Regions from separate parts of the Cricetulus griseus genome. Here region 2 is linked to region 1. Evidence: chromatin contacts called from public Hi-C data. All regions are on one chromosome and are shown on one strand. The core of a region is the stretch at or near the end of the contact, and the rest is flanking DNA. Distances in the headings are between cores, read along the strand shown. Region 1 overlaps Heg1 (protein HEG homolog 1). Region 2 has its middle 130 kb from the start of Heg1.

Evidence for each region. A called contact is a pair of places that touch in the nucleus more often than the background predicts.
Region 2: a contact with region 1 is called in a Hi-C map of liver, with 3 times the contacts expected there. The contact joins two enhancer-like sites. A contact is called at or near these places in 2 of 8 Hi-C or Micro-C datasets (the CHO-K1 cell line and liver).

The regions. Positions count from the first base shown.
Region 1 is chr4:55,858,273-55,865,342 of CriGri-PICRH-1.0, reverse strand. Heg1 (protein HEG homolog 1) reads left to right here. Exons shown (of 19, transcript XM_027412797.2): 11 at 1,624-1,727; 12 at 4,334-4,392; 13 at 4,644-4,804. Among named protein-coding and RNA genes, the nearest start is that of Heg1, 51 kb to the left of the region's middle. Within about 2 kb of position 5,677, at least 1 of the 6 cell types and tissues checked has open chromatin away from gene starts, as enhancers often do.
Region 2 is chr4:56,035,328-56,041,813 of CriGri-PICRH-1.0, reverse strand. No RefSeq gene overlaps it. Among named protein-coding and RNA genes, the nearest start is that of Heg1, 130 kb to the right of the region's middle. Within about 2 kb of position 4,328, at least 3 of the 6 cell types and tissues checked have open chromatin away from gene starts, as enhancers often do.

The sequences.
Region 1 (7,070 bases), core at 4,428-6,927:
ACACACACATGCATGCACACATGCACAAAGCACATTCAAAGTAAATAAGTGTAATAATGTTTTTAAATACCTGTCTTAAAGCTAGATGATGTAACTGCAGCCATGGAAGAAGTCTTGAATACACTAACTATATTAGAAACACAGACACATCTGTGTCTTTCCACAATGTCAGAATTTATTGAGTAACAATAAATTTACAGACTACTTCAATTTCATTTGCTATAATTTGCCAAGTTATTCTGATTTCCCTTGATAACTGGCCATTGGCAAGCATAGATTCTTTTTATTCCAAATTTAATTACCGATATTAACTCTGAGATCACACATTATACATCTGTGTGTGTGTGTGTGGGGGGGTGTGTGTGTGTAGATAGTGGTGGTGCACACCTTTAATCCCAGCACTTGGGAGGCAGAGGCAGGCAGATCTCTGAGTTTGAGGCCAGCCTGGTCTACAGAGTGAGTTCCAGGACAGCCAGGCCTCTACAGAGAAACCCTGTCTCAAAAAATCTAAATAAATAAATGCCTTCAGCAAATTCCTTCTCAGAAAGAGGCCAGGATTTGGGAGAAGGCAGGCAATATTTCTCATACTAAAAACAGAAAGCACATTCATAAAACTTGGGTGTGTCTACCCCTTATCCTGTGCATATTTCTATATGGAGAGTCTGGATTTGAACCTGGGCATTTGAGAAGTGAAGATGACGGGTCATGTGACTGTCCTGAAAGCTTGTGTGCAGAGTGTCCCACAGGTAGCACAGATGGGAGGAATGAGGTTCAATTGTGCTAACAGCCATCTTTCCCTTTTCAAATCATTTGGCTTCATTGTTCGTAAACATCACAGGAACATGCAAATTAGAGCATGCTGAAATGCCTTCCCTTGGCCAAGAGTGTTTTCAAAGAGCTGCCTGCTGTTCAGAAAGAGTCCTAAGCAGCTGGCTTCACTGAACTGTAGAATAAGCAAAAGGATGTTAAATAAGGATTAAGGGGCTTTAGGACAGTTAACTCTAAGATGTTAGATGTTTTCCCTGGCTCATTTGCTGGCCTTTCCTCTTAATTCATCATGCAGGCTTTCCATTTTAGAAAGGCTCACAGGCTCTGTGTTTTGGGTTATTCTTCTTCCATCCAGAGGGAAAGATATGACTTTAATATAATGAAAGATAAGAGCCAGCTCTAAAAACAGGCTGTGAAGGCGGGGTTTAAATGAGTCCACCAGTGCTAATTTTTGGTTGTCTGCCATTTTCGAGTCCCATTCCCCTCAGAGCCAATCAGCACGAATTGGTGTTAACTAGAATTTTATTTTATGAGTGAAATGGGCCTTAAAAATGGAATGTTTGCCCCATTTCTGGACCCAGCGGTGTTTCTAATGTGGGTTGTTTTCATTGTGTGGCTGGTAATTTTAGAATCTTTAGCACCTTGGGATCTACACCTACTACAAATGTTTGCCCTGCTCCTTTGTCACCCCTCGGTTACCTTCTAGAACAGGAAGGTGTGGTTTTCACCCTCAAGAAGACTCACACAGATTGTCCTGTATGGGAATAAAGCTGGCCATCACAGAGGTTTACAAATACATAGCTTTGTGTTGGTCTCTCTGTTGTATGGCTTAACAGGCAACATTTTCCTCTTCAGTTAGAACCTTCGTGACTGAGTTTAAATTAAAGAAGACTTTTCTCAATACTACTGTGGAAAACCATTCTGACATTCACGAGGTTGAAAACGAGATCGTTCAAACAGTAAGTTTCCCGAAAGGACTCTTCACACTCACCCTTTGTTTTCTAGACCAGATTTTGTTCAGAATTGGACAGTAGTCAGGGTCATTTATATCCCCCAGACTTGCTTTTGTACTTAGAAGAGAAAGTTCAAGGTGAAGTGAAAAGTACCCTGGAAACAGAAGGTGTTGGGATCTGCGGTGTCCAGGATGAGTGCTGGCTTCAAGCACAGTCCCTGTCTACTAAGCTGTTTCTTTTTCATGTGCAAACACACCGATAACAGACATGGTGATGCCATGCACCGGTGTGGGCTTCCGGTAATAAAGAAGGGTCCAGAAAACCCTGGTGTCCCATCTGTTGTTGACACCCAAAATGACCTTCTCTCCCTGTGCTTTCAGAGCTTAGAAAGGTCACTCTCCTTGAGGGATGCCAGTGGCCTGCTACTAATTCCAATTAACTGGGCTTATGAACTCACAATGAAAATTATCTAAGGGCCTTGGATGCTGCTCTTTCCCTCTTTGCTATTATTTCTAAAAAGAAAAATGGAGAGAAAGAAATAAAAACAAAACTCAAACAATGTATTTTGTTCTCCACTGCTGCCCAAGTCAAAGATTTGGTGTTTGGGAACTGAAATTTGCCACTATGCTAAATTGGAGATGAAATTAAATTAAATTAGATTAGCTATTACATTAAATTGGAGTTCATATATTAGCCAGGAATTAGGTGTTCTTACAGGACTGTGGATTTTATTTGTATTTTAATTCCATTTCTTTGTCTACTGAGCATTTAATGTATGACAGGGACTATGTCAGATACTCAGTCCTGTAAGAGGGTAGGCAGACTGGGAGGCTCTGGAAGTTGACGCATTGTCTGAGTCCACACCAAGTGAAAGCAGAGTTGAATGCACTCCCCTAGGTCACCTGTGTTACTCACACTACCTGCAAGTGTGGGGTTTCTAAGAGCACTCTAAATTTCATTAATTTACTAGGAGGACTCACAGAACTTATTGAAGGCCAATATCTTCATATATGTGGTTCATCGCACTGAAAGGACTTAAATTAAAATTAGCTAAGGGGCAATATGCATGGGGCAGAGTCTGGGGATCCCAAATGTAAAGCTTCTAGTTGCTCTGCCCCTGTGGTGTTATTGACATTGTTGGTACCTCTTGGCAACAGTGTGTGACTTATATGGAGTACTGCCAACCACAACGCTCACCTGAGCCTTGTGTCTGAAGCATTTATTTGCACTTTGCCATGTACAGACATGGTTGACTGCCCGTATGGCTGACTTTAGTCCCTAGACCCAGAGTTCTCTCCATTGTTCACACTATTAGTGTGATTGCATGGCTAGTGATAGGGACTATGCCAGATACATGGGCATGGCCCAGGAATCCTAGCTCAATAAAATTGTTATTATCAAGGACACTGTGAGGCTTAGAAACTGCCTTGTAAGGGCAGAGGCATGATCTCTGTAGCCAAAAGTAGATTCATTGCTCTACCATTGTTGCTTCCTGGTTATCCCGTAGGTAGCTATTCTCTTCTTACATAGTGTAGGGGATTAGAGCCCTGTGCAAAAGTACAGTCCTTCATGTTACACTGTACTAAGCAACTTGGCTAAATATTTCTTGTTTGTTTGGCCAGATATCACCATATAATACACCGAGTCATGACATACCTGACCCCAACTAACATAAAGAATTAAACAGCCATTGGGGACTCCACTAACATGGGCTTTCCTAAGATGGCATTCTGTTCATACCTGGATAAAAGGTTAATAATAAAGCAACAATGATAAACCATTGCTCTTAGACTATAAAGTAATGATGTACAAAGCTGCAAACCATTTGATAACATCCCCCTCTTGACCTCATCTTCCCAAGTCAGGGGGCTCTGGAACATTGACTTTGAAGACAGGTGGGTCATCTGAGATGAGATATTGAGACTCCCTGCTCCATTAAAGGGATCTCCAGGCTGGGGAGGGCAGCTAAGGAGGGCCAGCTTGGCTGTGGGGGGCTACTGAGGAGGCCCAGCTTGGCTGTGGAGGCTGCTAAGGAGGCAGGCACAATGCTTCATGTGGCCGAGGTCTTTCTGTTCTCTCTGGGGCACAAGGTAAACACATAGCTCTTAATTTGTTCTCAACAAAAGAGCTCTTGACCCACGTCATGTAACTTCCCACAGAGAGCCTTTCTGAGGAAAACCTATCTTCGAGTGAGGTCAACTCATTGTAGGTTATGAGGAGCCTGTGGGGCCCATCAGACCTGGGGAGCTGAGAGGAGCTGAGCCTTTCCAGCAAGCTTGCTCGATATGCAGAGTCCAAATAAACAGTTGCCTGGGTTTTTTGAAACCCTGGATCTTACATGGGATTTTCTCCTTTGAAGATGTTTTGTTTCCGAGGGTGCTTCTCTGAACATCATTTCCTGCCAAGATTTCTCCACTGTCTGCCCTACTCCCTTTGTTCTCAGGGAACAACAGAAAGATACTCGGGAGGGGAACACAAGGCTACAATACTTTGGGTAAAGCTGCCTGCTGATAACTTGATGGCTAGAAACTACCTATTTTATCCTGAAAATAGGAAATTGATTCTTGGTTCAGGGATTTTTGTCTGACAGCCCTGTTCTTCGTTTGTTTCAGTTAAACTTGTGTTTTTCAACGTTGCCTGGTTATATACGCTCTACGGTTGGTGTGTCTAGGTAAGAAACAATTCCTTTTGCTTGTAAATCGGTCGATGGAATAGGGGGGCTGTTCCCACATGGGTGATCAAAATGAAGGCAGTCTCTGTTTTATGACCAATCCACTGTGTAACCCAAGGCCAAGGTCACTGGACCTTTGTGTTCTCCTATTCTTTCATGGAAGAATGGCAGTAACATTTACTTGCAAGCTGCCTGGGACCCACATGTTAACTTTGGTCAGTTAAGGCCTTACTTACTAACTTTGCCCACAGAGAGCCCAGTACACTGGCAATCTCACTGCAGTCCACCTTTGCCCTGGCCTCCAATGTGACACTATTTGACCTGGCTGATGGAATCCAGAAATATGTCAACTCCTGCAGGTCCTCTGCTGAAGTCTGCCAGCTCTTGGGGTCTCAAAGGAGAATCTTTAGAGGTAAGGAGGGATTCCTCTAGGACTCCCATAGAACGGGGAGACATGGGAGGTGTTTAGGGCTCAGGCAAACTCCTGCACAGAGCCTTCCTTTAGAATGTCAGAAGCACAGGCCTTTACCATATTCAGATGCACACAGTTCTGTCTGTGCATGGCCTTTAGGCATCTAGTCTTTGGCTTCCAGCTGCTTCTGTTTCTTCTATACAGTGCTTGGGTGAGAAGATGCCACAAGAGCTGATGGAACCAAAAGCTATTACCCCTGTTTCCTAGGGAGACAGAAATTGACAAATAGAGTGGGTAGACTTGTCAGTGATCCATCAAACTTCATGGGGTGATTACTAAGAAAAAACAAAGACCTGTGTGCAGTATTACCTGTTTTTTGTTTCCTATCATTAAAAACATATGATTATCCAAAGAATGCACATCAGGATGCTCCCAGGAATGCCATAATGATGAGGGTCTCCCTTCCTTGCTTCTTGTTTTGTCAGAGGCTCTTGCCCTGTGTTAGAGTAAGGCCAATGAAGAAGGTGATTAAAGACAATTCTGAAAGGCACATTTGCATCTTGTGGGGATAGTTTTACATTTGGGAGAAGAAAACTTGCTGGAATCAGAAGTACCTCTAGGCAAAGAGAGCTAGTTCCTGCTGGCACATTGTAAGTGATCAAAGTGGACTCTGGTTAGTTTGCTGTACCACTGGATGAGGGCTGGCAAAGGAAAGAGAGCCTAAGCTAAGCCTCCCCATCTGGCATGCAGATGTTAGACATAAATTGAAGGTATCGGGTTTTGATGCCATATCCGCTGGTCGGTCTAGGATATTCCCAGTAGGTCAGGATTTCGTAACTGCTGGTCCAGGGGCTTTCCTTGCGTGAGCAAGTGCACCGCAGAGCTTGGGAGTTGGCAGTTACGCTTCCATTGTCAGATAAGCTCTTGGGGGTTGGCTGCTTAGTAATTGGGGGAAAAAATGGACTAAACATAGTCGAGTCGGAGTGTCTTGTTCCAAAGTTCATGCCCTGTTACAGTGTCCTGGAAACTTTGAGGCACTCTGGTTTTATGATATTATTTCTCTTGCCAAGGACCCAAGGGTACCATTTTTTTTTCTCCCACTGAGGTAGGTACTATTCAGTTTGCTAACCATTTCTGGACTGCACATTGTGTGGTCAGCATGGAGCCAGGATACTTTCTGTTGCCAGCACATGCATCTGTGTCTTGCAGATCAAGTGGCTGGATTATGTGGATTTGTAAGAGCCTGTTCCTAGCTGTGCCTACTCAGTCAGCTGCCTTGTTTGGACTGCCCCCGTGTGGTTTATGGGAAGACTCCTGTGAGGCCATCCTCACTGCTCCTCTCCTATTCCTTGAGGATAAAGACAGCCATGCATATGGGCCAAAATTGGGTTCACATCCCTGTTTTTCCTCCAGACCTTCTCTGGGTTTGGTCAAGGGGTCCAGTTCTGATAGTTTTTTCTGGAGCTAGAGAGGTAGGCTAGACCAACAGGTGCTATACACCTGGGTCTCCAGCATCTGGGCAGTGAGGCGATAGCATTGACAAGCATGGTTTTCTACCTCAGTTCACTGAATGTCCGCCTCCCTCCTCTCAAAGCACTTTAGTTCTCATGGTCTCCTGAGGTTTAGGGACTGTGGAAATCCCCTGTGGAATGCCTCCACCTTAGACTCATGTGTGTGCCCATTGTCTATTTTGATGGATGCTATGGCCAGGAAGGACCATGGGAATTGTGAATGCCGAAGACTCACATCACCAGGGATCGATTTAAGTGAGACTCTGAAAGGTCCTGTTGGGTGGCTTTATGAACAATGTTTTTGAGAAGGCTCACGAAAGTGGCTCCTCGTGGCAGGGGTGAAACCTGCCCTCCCTGTTCAAACAGGAATCTGATGCTGGGAGGAAATGGTTGCTTTGGCATGGCAATGCTAGCAGCCCAGATCAGTAGACAGGATGGAAGGAAAACTTAACATTGACTTCCAGAAAATACCTAATGAGACCGGGCATTTCAAAGGCTAGGATGGCCTGGACATCGCTTTATCAAGAGGTGTTACTCTCTGTTAACTAGTTGACTGGCAGAGCCTTCAAAGAAGTCAGACGAGAGGTTGTGGAGGCCAAGGTCCTCCCCGGTGCCAGCTCTGTAGAGTTGTTTTTTTTTTTTTTCTGAGATTTTTTTTTTTCCATTTAAAAGTTTCCCCTTAAATACAAACTTTTTACAATGAACAAAGGAACTCAGACTTAATACGTCAGCTTCCAATGATAAAGGCAGGAAAT
Region 2 (6,486 bases), core at 3,079-5,578, 180 kb before region 1:
GGGCATTTAAGGTAGCCTCTCCACTATTGCTTAGATTGTTAGTTGGTGTCATCCTTGTAGATCTCTGGCAATTTCCCTAGTGCCAGATTTCTCTTTAAACCTATAATGACTCCCTCTATTAAGGTATCTCTTTTCTTGCTCTCCTCTATTCTTCCCCCAACTCAATCTTCCTGCTCCCTCATGTCCTCCTCACCTCTCCTCTTCTCCCCTTCTCTTTCTCCTAGCTCCCTCTCCCCTTCCCCCATGCTCCCAATTTGCTCAGGAGATCTTGCCCCATTGCCCTTCTCTGGGGGACCATGTATGCCTCTCTTAGGGTCCTCCTTGTTTCCTAGCTTCTCTGGCAGTGTGGATTGTAGGCTGTTAATCCTTTGCTCTATGTCTAATATCCATATGTAAGTGAGTACATACCATGTTTGCCTTTTTGTGACTGGGTTGCCTCACTCAGGATGGTTTCCTCTAGTTCCATCCATTTGCCTGCAAATTTCAAGATTCCATTGTTTTTGTTTTTGTTTTTGTTTTCTGCTGAGTAGTAAGTAAGTACTCCATTGAGTATCCAGTCTTCAGTTAAGGTTCATCTATATTGCTTCCAGGTTCTGGCTATTACAAACAACACTGCTATGAACATGGTTGTACAGATGTCCTTGTCATCCTTTCACTCCATCACTTTTGATTTGCTTTATTTTCTATGGCCAATTACTATGTAGAAAATGCCCCATAGAACCTCAGCTGCCCCTGGTGTTGGGCTTAACTCCCCCTGTGGGAGCCTCTCTCCAGCCTGGCTTTTCCTAGAGAGGCCACTCTGTGCTGGGTCCCAGCTGGTGTGCTGGAGTTCCCCACCTCTCTTCTCAGAACCTGGGCCCTTTCCTGTGGGTCCCAGAAAATGTCACTTCTCTACCTTCAGCTGTGATGTGATTGACATTGGATAAAAAATTCCAAGTTGCAAATACTTTGGAGTAGAACTGTGAAATCATTTTGCTTCACTTTTTAGCATTCCATTGTGTCAGGTGTCCGGCACTATTCTCACTCCCACGCTTGTTTCTTCTGCAAGTGTTAAACATCTCCTCTCAACCCACAATGCCCTATAATTCTATAACAAAAATTGGTATTATTTAATTTTTTTTGAAATTATACGTATGTGTGTATGTGTGAAAATTCGTGTGGACTCCTATAGAATACAGGAAAGTGTGTTGGATCCCCTCCAGCTGGAGTTATAGGCAGTTGTGAGCCACCATGTAGGTGCTGAGAACAGAACTTGGGTTCTCTGGAAAAAGCAGCCAGTGCTCTTAACTACTGAACCTCTTTCCAGCCCCTGTAACAAAAAAAGATCTATTTATCAGCTTAAGCACCTCAATTTGGGGGTTACAGCTCTTTCTTTTATAGTCTCACCCACACACATCTTTTTTCTATTTTGTATGTGTTTAAATCACTCTTACCATGCTGGCCTTGAACTTGAAATCCTCAAACTCCTGAGTGCTGCAAATACAGGTGTGTACCACCACACCCACCTAGCTTACCCCTCTTCCCCCCTTAAATTCTGACTGTAGCAATCCTCCTTTAAAAACAATCTAAGTTTCTTTAGCTTAGGTTACCCAAAAAAGTATTAAATGGAAAATTCGAGATATAATTCATGGATTTTTATCAACATTTCATGAATTGTTCATAGGTTCCCAATTATTGTGTCAGGTTTTTTTTGGCAGTCTCTTAGTGTGCCTAATTTATAAATTAAACTTCATCATAGGTATGTGTAGGTAAATGTAGGATTTAGTGGGGTTTGCAGGTTCGGACATCCCTGGGATCTTGGAACTGTTCTCGGGGATAATAGATGAGTGCAACAGTTGGATATTAGAATTCTTGGTTTGAACATTTGTCATTTAGAATGTTTTTAAATTTGAAATTATTTGTGTATATTCGTGTGTGTTCATGTATGTGGGTGGCTATGTGCACTGTGTCCTTCTGTCTCAAGGTGTCCCTCTGTGTCATGTTCTCTCTTTGCCCTGGTTTTCCTCACCACCTCCATTCCTCACCCCCTGGTTATGTCCTGGCTGGCAGTGAGGGTCCCTCTTTCTTTTTTCACCTCCTGTCCTGTCTTTCCCAAAGCACAGCTACTGCACAAAGCTGAACAGCATGGCAGTTTAGACATGACACTTTCAAACATTTGTCTTAAAACTCCTAAAATGCCATTTGGGGGCTCATATGTTCATTTATGTAAGATGAGTCTTGGGCCAAAATGATCTCACTGCCATGAAAGTCAGGCAAATATAGAGAAAATACATTTTAGAAAACGAAGTGACATGTGGTACATTTTAATTCTAGGTTCTACATTTTAAGACAAAACTGTGAGTCTTCAAGCTTAGTCCTTTGGTTATCCAGGAAGACGTTTGCCAAGGTTCTTCGACATACCCTGCGTTTCGCAGCCTACATCGCATACTCTGCTCCACTCTGGTCCTCTGGTGTCTCCTCTCAGTCAGTGAACAGGGCCTGGGGCAGGCTCATCTCAAGCAGAATCCAGCAAGTGGAAGTTGCTTCGTGAGGCTAGGAGCTTATTTTTGGCTATGTGAAGGCCAAAGTCACTGCTTGGGAGCTATAAAGAGGGTGCAGAAGCATGCCTGCCCTCCTCTCTGCTGAAACGGCTGTTTCCGAGGGTCCTTGAGTTCTTCATCTCTGAATCCAGGACCTTTGCTCAACTCCGATTCCTTTCTGCTTTTTGTTTCTTGTGGGGTCTCACTGCCATCCAGGCTGACCTGGAACTCACTCTGTAGCTAAGGATCATCTTGAACTTCTGAGCCTCTTGCCCCCGTCTCCCAGGTGCTGGTATTAAAGACATGTCCTGCCATGCTCAGCTTTCATCTATGATTCCTGACTCGTTTTGTACATTGGCTGTATGTACTGGTTTAAATAGCGTTTCCCTCTTTATTTTGTGATTTAATGCCTTGGCTCTCCTCTTGGTCTTCCTCTTCCTCATATGGTCAGGGGAGCATGGGGCTCAGTCCTCTGCTGTCAGTGGGTACCATGTGCCTTCTTCCTCATCATCCCTACTGCCCTGGTTCATCTGCTTCCCAAGATTTCTCCAGCCCAGCTCCCATACAGCCAGTCCCTGTGGTCCATATACCACCCTGAGTTAAAGTCAAGCAAACTCATACCCTCCATTTGTTACTTTTAAACGTTATGATATATCTTATTATCTTTTAAAGGTAGGATTATCTTTTATTTATGAACAACTTCATACATGTAAACAATGTATCTTGATCATTGATACTCCTTTTTATATCTCCTAAGCATCCTCCTGCCACCTTCTAGTCTGCTCAGGTTTTGTTGTTGCTTTGGAAACCCACTGGGGCCAATTGGTACCTTCTGTTGAATGTCAACTGCTGATTTTGTTGACAAGTCTTCTGTAGGTAACCATAACGACCATGGTATGTCCAGAAGAGAGCGTCTCACAGCGCTCCTCTCCACACCTTGGCTCTTACATCCTTTCTGCCTCTCGTCTGAGATGGTCTCTGAGCCTTGAGGGTGGGATGGAACACTCAATAGTCACTTAATTTTAGCACTTTGACCCCTTGTGAGTCCCTGGCCAAGGTTGAGGGCAGCACAAATCTATGGGTATATATATATCACTATTTAGAAGGCAGCCTGGCAATATGTCCACTTAGTAAAACCACACTGTTACAGGGGCTGGGCAGGGTTACTGCTGTACCTCAGAGATGTAGAAGTAGCAATCTAGAGAGGGGAAGTAATGTCTAGGGACCCAGGCCTCCATGTTCAGCTCTTTGCTGGCTCAGCATCCAAGAGAGGAAAAATCTGGGTGTTGACAGACTTGGGTTCCTGCCTAAGGCCTATGCCCCAAACCATGGGCTTTTGAGCAGGTTTATACTTATAGGCATGATCTGCATCCTGTGAAGCAGGTGAACACATACCTTTCGGCTGCTCATCTAGAACTTGGAGTCTGCCTACATGGTGGCTAAGAAGGGCAAGGCTTGGGTCTTCCGTAGTTGCTCAATACTGGCTTATGGAGATAGGCAGTAAATACTGATATGTAGGGAGAGTCCACTGAGTGGAAGATAGCCAGACTGCAAGGCCTTTTCTGCTCTTGCAGGTGCAGTTGGCTAGTCTGTGGCAACCATGAGGGATGCCTCCATGCCTTTATTGCCCATATACCTACCTGTCTTGTACCCAATGTGGTGTCCCAGTCTGGTGCCTTCCCATCTGGCTGGCCCCTTGTGGTGGACACCAACTTCGTATGCTTTGTTTCCAAGTGTTTCCCAGGCTGTGGGTAGGCCTGCCTGAAGGGCCTTGCAGTGCCCTCAGTGGCCTCTGTGTGGAGTTGTAGTCTGTTTGTTCTCTGGCCTCTGGGCAGGAGGCCTTATCCCAGAGCAGCTCACTCAACCCTTTTCCCTTCCCCAGTCCTAGGAGGAAATGCTCACTCCTGTGTGTGGACTGCTCCTCCCAGCTGGTGTTTACACTTTGCATTGGAACCAGGGATGGATGATGCTATTCATCAAGGACTGTCACACACATGCTCTCAAGTGACCCTCATAAACAACACTGGACAGGGGCTGAGCAAGGTTAATTCAGAGAGGCAGAAGTAGCAGCCTAGAGAGGGGAAGTGGTTTCTGAGAACTCAAGCCTCTGTGTGCAGCTGGCTCTTTGCTGGTCCAGCAGAGAGAGGCTGAGTCTGGGAGTAGACAAAGAACACTTTCAGTGAGGGTCCCTGACTTTCACTCCAGCCTTGGTCCCCAGGCCCCTGAACCCTGCCTGTACCCAAAAGCACCCATAGAGCCTGAGGGAAACCAGAGCAAATCCCAAGCCCTGGCTCAGTCCCGGACCTCTGGGTGGAGACTGTCCGTCTGTATTTCCAAACTGCTTTGGGGTGGGAGATCCCTGCCCAGTGTCCTTTGCTTGTCCAGGCCTTTGCCCTGCCTTTTTCAGAGAAGGACAGTGAAGTACAGTGGGGGCAAAGACTCACGAGACCTGGAGTCAAGAGTGGCCTAGAATGTGCTGAGAGTAGGGGGGCTGATCTTTGTTTCAGACTTCTCAAGTGACTGACACCCAGCCAAGAGTTACACTCACACATCCTTGCTCAGTGCGTGCGTGTGTGCGTGCGTGCAGCCGTGCGTGCATGTGTGTGTGTGTGTGTGTGTGTGTGTGTGTGTGTGTGTGTATTGTGTGTGCACACGCACATGTGAGAGGACACAGCAAGCATCACCAGCTGCAGGCACTCTACACGTATTACCCTAGTCACCCTTGAAACAACAAGTGTGTGGTGTGTGTGTGTGTGTGTGTGTGGTGTTGACATGACAATTCCCACTTTATAGACAAGGGAATTGAGGTTCCAAAGAGCTTGTAAAATTCCCTGAGGTTACATAGTATGGGGCTTGACCAGTGTGATCTCAGGTACTTTCGACCACCAGTGTGTTCTCAGAGGCACCTGCTATCACCGTGTGCCATTGGATGAAGGTGGAGTCCCTATCCTACTTCCATTCTTTCAGATCCAGAGGATCTGAGACCCCAAGGTCTCAGCCAGCCTTCTTTTGCATGGTCAGATGGTCAGATGGTCAGAGCTGAGCCCCTTGAAGGGGAAACAAGAGATGAGATGGAGAGCTGTGAACACCAGGCAGGGTTGTGACAAAGCGTGCTTCCCCTAGTGCCACCAGGAACAGAGATCATGGACAAGCTCAGCCAAGGAATGCTAAACCTGGGTCCAAAATCAGGTGGCGTTGGTGTCAGGCCATCCAGGCTACTCCCTGTGCAGCCTACCTCTCACCTCTGGGGCCTCCAGCAGCAGCCTCCTTGAGGCGTGGTGGTGAGGCAAATCTAGGAGCTGGATGTCTCCTCTGCATTGCAGGCTGAAAGCTGTAGGTGAGCATTTCTGCCATCCCTAGGATTCCCTAACAAGGTATGCCATCTTAGAAACAGAAGGATTGCAGCTGCTGGAGGGGGGCAGCAAAACTTCAATATTTGAGGTCGCAGTATAAAAACGAAGAGTAAGTTGACAAATAGCATTTCTTTAGTTTTGAGACAGGGTCTCACCCGAAAACCCTAGCTGGTCTGGAACACGCTGTGTAGATCAGGCTGGCTTTAAACTTGGAGATCTGCCTGCCTATACCTCTGAGTGCTGAGATTAAAGGGGGTGCCGCCACGATGCTTTAGTATTATTGCTTTGCCTGTCTTCTGCTTCCCTCCATCTATCTCCATACCTGATTCCTCTACTGGCTTCCTCTCTTTCTGGTTTGCTTTCCTTCTATTTCTATGGCTGGGTCCTTGGAATGAGCAGTGTATGGGGGTTTCTGACTTGGCCCAGATCATTTCTGTCGCTGTCCTAAACTCTCTTGGTATACTAAAATTTTTACCACTAATTGTATGTTAGTTTATCTAGCTAAAGACTTGATGCCTTGTGGACATAGATAATGTGTAGGTGTTTGGATGAGTTGGAGGCAGGCATCATGGGCATTTTAGTCTTGAAGAGTTTATTCATCATTTATATTGGAG